2 separate regions of the Danio rerio genome follow, and region 1 is linked to region 2. The links are chromatin contacts, called in public Micro-C maps. All regions are on one chromosome and are shown on one strand. Each heading gives the region's core, a stretch centred on a gene start, on an enhancer-like site or on the middle of the called end of the contact. The rest is flanking DNA. Distances are from core to core; before and after follow the strand shown.

What was found. A called contact is a pair of places that touch in the nucleus more often than the background predicts.
Region 1: a Micro-C map of caudal fin shows a contact between it and region 2, with 3 times the contacts expected there. The contact joins the promoter of scamp1 here to the promoter of dym in region 2. A contact is called at or near these places in 3 of 18 Hi-C or Micro-C datasets (caudal fin, hematopoietic stem cells and an unstated tissue).

Annotation. Positions count from the first base shown.
Region 1 is chr21:4,554,891-4,558,432 of GRCz12tu, forward strand. scamp1 (secretory carrier membrane protein 1) reads right to left here and starts at 1,456. Exons shown (of 9, transcript NM_205692.1): 1 at 1,351-1,456. The coding sequence starts at 1,407.
Region 2 is chr21:4,397,366-4,400,732 of GRCz12tu, forward strand. dym (dymeclin) reads right to left here and starts at 1,529. Exons shown (of 18, transcript XR_012397079.1): 1 at 1,330-1,529.

The DNA of each region.
Region 1 (3,542 bases), core at 206-2,705, 160 kb after region 2:
AAGTTTGCAGTGCATATTTGATGCATAAGATGTTTTGAATATATATTGCTTTTTTAAATAAATATATTGCTTCTTTACTAAAAGGAAATAGGAAGGCAAGATAAAGTACCGTTTATTGCAATAAGTATAATCCAAAAGTTCTATTGTTAAATATTCAAGTTAACATTTGGGTGACAAAAGCTCAAAAACTGAATATAAATGGTTGCAACATAGAGACCATCACATTAATTTCACATAACATAAATCAAAAATGCACAGCAAAAAGACTTGCAAACCGAAGCCTAAAGGTGGACACTTTTACAATTATACTAAAATCTCTTTCATTAACTAAAAAAACGAAAGAAAGATTTAAATTAAGGAAAAGATTGCAGAAAGCATGTTGTATGTTGTGAGCAACAGGTTAAGAATGCAGTGAAGCATTAGAAATCACGTTTCAGATATGACAGTAGGCTTTACAGTAGGATTAAGTCATTTACAAAGTGATGTTTTTACAGAATGTCCACCGAATCAACAGTTCTGGTGCATTATGGTGTTCAGACTTCAGAAGACCAATGCTTGCACGTTTGGCTCAATGTTGCTGAACAAAATAAAAAATAAAACAGGCTGTCAGGGATCTAATTCCCTCAGCTGACCGGAGCTGCAAACACACACACACACACACACACACACACACACACACACACACACACACACACACACACACACACACACACACACACATCACTGATCAAAACAGGGCCGGCCTACATCCATCTATCTATCCCAGCAGCCCAAACATACACACATCATCCTTTAATAACCCTAAACATCAGCATTCAGCCTTATTCTAATCTACACACACATTGTAAAGTTCAATATTCATTTTAGACATGAACAGTTTCTGTAACAGCAGATTTCTCACCAGCTAAGAGATCCATGATAAATGAATAACATGATAAATAGAAACCAAGCAGAATTAAGCTCCATTCGTTATAATATAACAATAAACCCATAACATTATACACGTTAATGCGGTCAGATTTAATTAATAGTAGATTAAAGGCTTGTTTTGAATAGACTGAACACAGAACTGGAACAGAAATCGAATCAGAAACTCAATGATAATCACAAAAGCTTATGAACAAAAAAACAAATACTTAATAATGACATATTTACATACACCAGACTGTCGAATAACAGGTTTAGTCTTTTAAAGTGAATATGTTAGAATTAATTTACTCTGTTTGATATAAACGTAATCGACATGATGACAAGAATCTATCGACTTTAACGTTAACGTTACCTGTGAAACACACACAAAAACCTGTACACCGAAATACAATAATAAAAGCATCACTTATGTGGCATTACCTGAAACGGGTTGCTAAAGTCGGGGTCCGCGAAGGGATTGCTGTCAAAATCTGACATTTTGCCGGTTTATTTTGTCTGCTTTGTTAGGCTATGTTGTCGGTTTTCGGCAAGAAACGCACCAGCAGCTCGAGACTGATCCGCAACCGCAAAATGGCAGAACCGGAAATGACGTCATGCGTCAACTGCACGTCTTGAAATGATGAAGTGTTCTGCATTGTTATTTATGACCTTTTAAATGACCATTTTATTGCACTATTGATCGATTCAATTTATTTTAAATAAATTCAATTATATTAAATAGTTAAAGTTACCTAATTATAATATTTATATTTGACGATTAAAAATATATCTAAATATACCTCATCATATGGGCCTACCTTTACTATTTATTTATTCCCGTTATATCCTTATTTAATTTTTCAATTCTTTGTTTTGACAAAAGTGCAGAACAGGAGACGTCAAATATGTGAACATTGCAGCCACCTGGAGTCCATAAAGGATCATTACAACTAAGCAGAATATTTATCCATTTATATTTTTAAAAATCCTGATAATAAACAATGCTTCGCTTTTGGGGCTGATTTTCAATATTTAAAACAGCTTTTCATTCATGCATTTGAATACATTAATATTTAGATATCCTTTTTTTTTTTTGGTCTTTGTTTAATTAAAAAAACATCAAAATATCCACTACAAGTAATGGCCTATTATAGAGGACGAAATCTGCAAAAACAGTAAATAATAAATAAATATATAAACAAATAAATGAATAAACAAATCTACAAAATCCTGCATAAATAAAACAATAAATGCACAAATAAATACGCAAATAAATTAAGACTACAAATCTACAAATTCCTGCTTAGAAATTCTTGCAAGAGTTTGTGAATTTATTAATTAATTTATTTATTTATTTGCATATTTGTTTATTGTTTTATTGATGCAGGAATTTGTGGATTTTTTATTTATCTATTTGCATATTTATTTATTATTTTATTGATGCAAAAATTTGTGCATTTATTAATGTATTTATTTGAATACAATTTATTATTTTATTGATGCAGCAATTTGTGGATTTATTAATTTATTTATTTGCATATTTATTTATTGATTTATTGATGCAGGAATTTGTGGATTTATTAATTTATTTATTTGCATATTTATTTATTATTTTATTGATGCAGCAATTTGTGGATTTATTAATTTATTCATTTTGATACTTATTTATTAATTTATTGATGCAGGAATTTGTGGATTTATTAACCTTTTTTTGCATATTTATTTATTATTTTATTGATACAGGACCTTGTGGATTTATTTTTTAAAAATTGCATAATTATTTATTGGTTTATCGAGGCAGCAATTTGTGGATTTATTAATTTATTCATTTTGATACTTATTTATTGATTATTGATGCAGGAATTTGTGGATTTATTAATTTATTTATTTGCATATTTATTTATTTATTTATTGATGGAGGAATTTTTTTATTTTTTTTATTTATTTATTTGCATATTTATTTATTATTTTATTATTTTGGCAGGTTTCGTCCTCCATAGCTTAAGACTACAAAATAAGATATTCTCCAGATCTTTGCTGTTATATAAATTTGGAATAAAAAATATTAAGGTATTATAATAACATATTATCATTGCATTGTTTTTTGTTACCTAGCCTCTCTACTTAAAAAATTCACCTTATTCAATACATTCTTTATAATTTCTTCATATTTAAATTGAAAATGTAAACTGTATATAAGAGCATGAACAAACTAATCATGTGTAAATTAAGTAAGAAACATATAAATCATTAGCTTTTAATATTTGTTTATTTGTTTGTCTGTTTGTTTGTTGGTGCTAACCTAATAAATGCAAAGACAGAAATATGACTATATCTCTAATAAAAATTACATAAAAATTTACATCATCCACTAAACAAACATGAGTTTATGTACATAAAAAAATAATCACATTAAGGTTATTACATGATTAAATGTTCATAACGCGTAACAATTTACCCCAAAATGAAAGTTTTGTCATCATTTACCCACCCTTGTAAAAATTTTTTATATTTATTTTTATTTTGTTTAATTTAAAACAGAACAAAATATTTTAAAGGATGTTGAACTATGAAAGTCAATGGTGTTAAAATACTCCTCAAAATATTTTCTTTGTGTTCAACAGAAAAATAAA
Region 2 (3,367 bases), core at 279-2,778:
TTTTAAAGAGATAGTTCACCCAAAAATTACTAACCATTTTCATTACACCCTTCATTTGTTTCAAACATTCTTTTTTTTTTTTTTATGAACACAAAAAGAATATAATTTACTAACTCCTACACTATCTAAACAAGTGAAGTGTGAGTAAATAAAGAGTACATTTTAATCTTTGTGTAAACTGTCCCTTTCAGGCCTGTAACTGTGTACACTTCAATATTTCAGAGTTTAAAACATTCGCCCACAAGAAATGTTTAGTAACTTTAATAAAGATTAAACAAAATATACAGTGAAGACTATGCAGTGTTGATTATTCAATATCTGTACCTGAGGAGTGAATAACTAAAAACTATAATTCACTTTTATCTTTACTATATTTTATTTGATCTATCCTTGTCATTAATGTGTATATATTATTCCAGATTCACTCCTCTACAAAATCCAAACATTTTCCAAAACATTTTTGTTTTATTAGTTTTTCCAAAACTTTTCCAGGCCTGGTAAATGCTTTTTCATAAATGTATGACTTTTCCAGCACCTTGTGAACCCTGAATACGAGTCTTCTCATCTTTGACACATAAACATACATCCATGCAAATATTATATGCAAATATGATCTCTTGTTTCTTGTTTAATTTTTAGTAAACGTCCTATGAAAAAGGCTTCTCATTTCATTATTAGGTTAGATACTGTGTAAATACTAATACTAATTACTGATTAGTAATATACTAATTATTTCAATATTCAATGCAATGCAATTATCTACATTACAGGTGATTTTAGGTAATTTTAGGTAAATACAGCAACTAATGAACGACTTACAATATACAGGTAAATGATTTACATATTCAAATTCTGATAATCTTCCAATGTTTAGACTGTATTTCTGTTGTACAGAGAGTAATGTAAACACTGCAATAGCCATTATTACTGAACTATCCAAACAACAGCAGTCTAATCAACACAGACTACATATGATTTAACACGCTGTAATTAAGACTGCTCAATAATGTACAATTCAAAACTTCCTGTAAGTATTTAATTCATTTACTTTGACACATTTAGCTTTCCTCTGTTGTCTTTCTGTCAAATAACACTCTTCACGGCTTTTACGCTCAACGCAGACGAAAATACCAGAATGTGGTTAAATATTCATTTTATATGGCTACATCTTGGTGCTTCACTGTTTATGTATAAGTTAATAAGTGTCCAGGGAGCAGAAACACACTTAGCAAAAATTAGCCTGCAGACTCTAGTGAATGGAGAAACCCATTATAAACGCGTTAGCTTACATGCTAACATGCTAGTAGGCTAGCGGCAAGATTAACTTACCTGTTAAATTTCAGAGCTGACAGCGCCTTAGAAAAGCCCCTCTCGTTCCGTAACACAGGCTCCTTTGTATCTTCGGACTAGTACGAGTAAATGAGTTGTATGTAGTGATGTTAAATATCCAGTAAAGTGTGTTTAACAGTGTAAGTTGCTGTGCTGTATACGTCTCCACGTCGCCAATGACGCTCGTGACATCCCACCTCGCCGAGCACGCGCAGAAGAATGAGCCAATCACATGGAAAACCCGCCTCTTGAATATTAATGATTATGCTAAAGTGAGAAGGTAGGTGCAAACTTATTAATATTCAATAACTTGACGTTTCAAGTTTATAAATACGCTTCTGGGAAATATTTATAACTTATTGAGGTCTGCTGAAAATACGTAAGAAATATTAAAATGTATTAAATCTTCAAATAATTAACAAAAAAAGACATATATAATATAATATAATATAATATAATATAATATAATATAATATAATATAATATAATATAATATAAAACTGTTCACTGTGTAAAACATATGCTGGATAAGTTGGCGGTTCACTCCACTGTGGTGACCCCCTTAATAGAGGGGCCAACCCAAATAGAAAATATAGAAAATGAATGAATGAATGAATAATACAATACAATATAGCGTGACACGGTGGCTCAGGGGTTAGCACTGTTGCCGCACAGCAAGAAGGTCGCTGGTTCGAGTCCCGACTGGGTAAGCATTTCTGTGTAGAGTTTGCATGTTCTCCCCGTGTTGGCGTGGGTTTCCTCCGGGTGCTCTGTTTTTCCAAACACATGCACTATAGGGAAATTTGGGTAAGCTAAATAGGTCGTGTGAGTGTTTATGGTGTTTATTGGCGGTTGATTCCGCTGTGGAATAAAGAGAGAGAACTAAGCCTAAGGAAAATGAATGAATAACATAGCCTAATATAATATAATATTTATTCATTCATTCATTCATTTTTATTTTCGGCTTAGTCGCTTTATTAATTAAGGAAACTTCCAATTATACGATGCATATAGGATATTGCATATTTTTGTTCACTGCAGTTTATTTGTGTAGTTGCGATCTGTTTGGTCCATGCTCTTTCTGAAGGTTTTGTTTTATTCCACTAGGTGGCAGTAAAGTATTTTGTATTTTGTTTTGAACAAAATGATACCGTCACTATGACAAGGTAATATTATTAGCGTCATTATTGTTGTTGGATAGATATATACATTTCAATTAAAAATTACTAAATAAAAACGTCAGCAATTACCATAAATCATGTTTTGTTTTTCCCGTTATTGTACTCTTTAATTCCCCGAATAAGGGATCAGAAAACCACTGAAATGGAGTCATCTACTTCTGCAAATGAACTCTTCATATATTTTGATCATTCTTCATCACCTAATTTAGATCAGCAGTTATGGCTGCACAATGTTAACTTTCAGCATGCACATGTAACATTTTCAGTCATGAACTGTCACCAAAGAAAAGAAATGAGATGTTAGAAACAAGTTATTAAAACTGTTATGCTGTAAAATATATCTTCTCTCCGTTAATCCACCCTTTACTAAACTATTTCTTTAAACTTTGAAATGAATGAATAAATTAAACAATTAACTCTTTCAAATTAAAGTACATTTTAACTGTGACCAAATTAAAGTTGTAGATTGTTAATAAGACAAGCTTATAAATGAATTTTGTGATTTGGGACAGCTGAACAGCATTTTTTTATTTTTGACCATGATTATAGGAAGGTAAAACAGCTTTAACACTTAATAGCTAAACCTATTTAAAGCTAAGAAAACAGATGTTTATATTTTACAAGTAAATAATGTTTCACAAAAACAGATTAGACAGTATTAGACATTTTCTGAACATTACAAAATGACTTCAAAATGAGTTTTATACTTAAGGAATGCTCACAAATGGCTGATTTCTCTCAGATTGAAGGAGGGTCTAACTGAGAAGATGAATTATGAATATCCTCACTCGAGCTCTTTCTTGAATGGAGGAATAAGTCTTGTTGCAAAAGCCCCCACTCTCCCCTACTAACTGGCC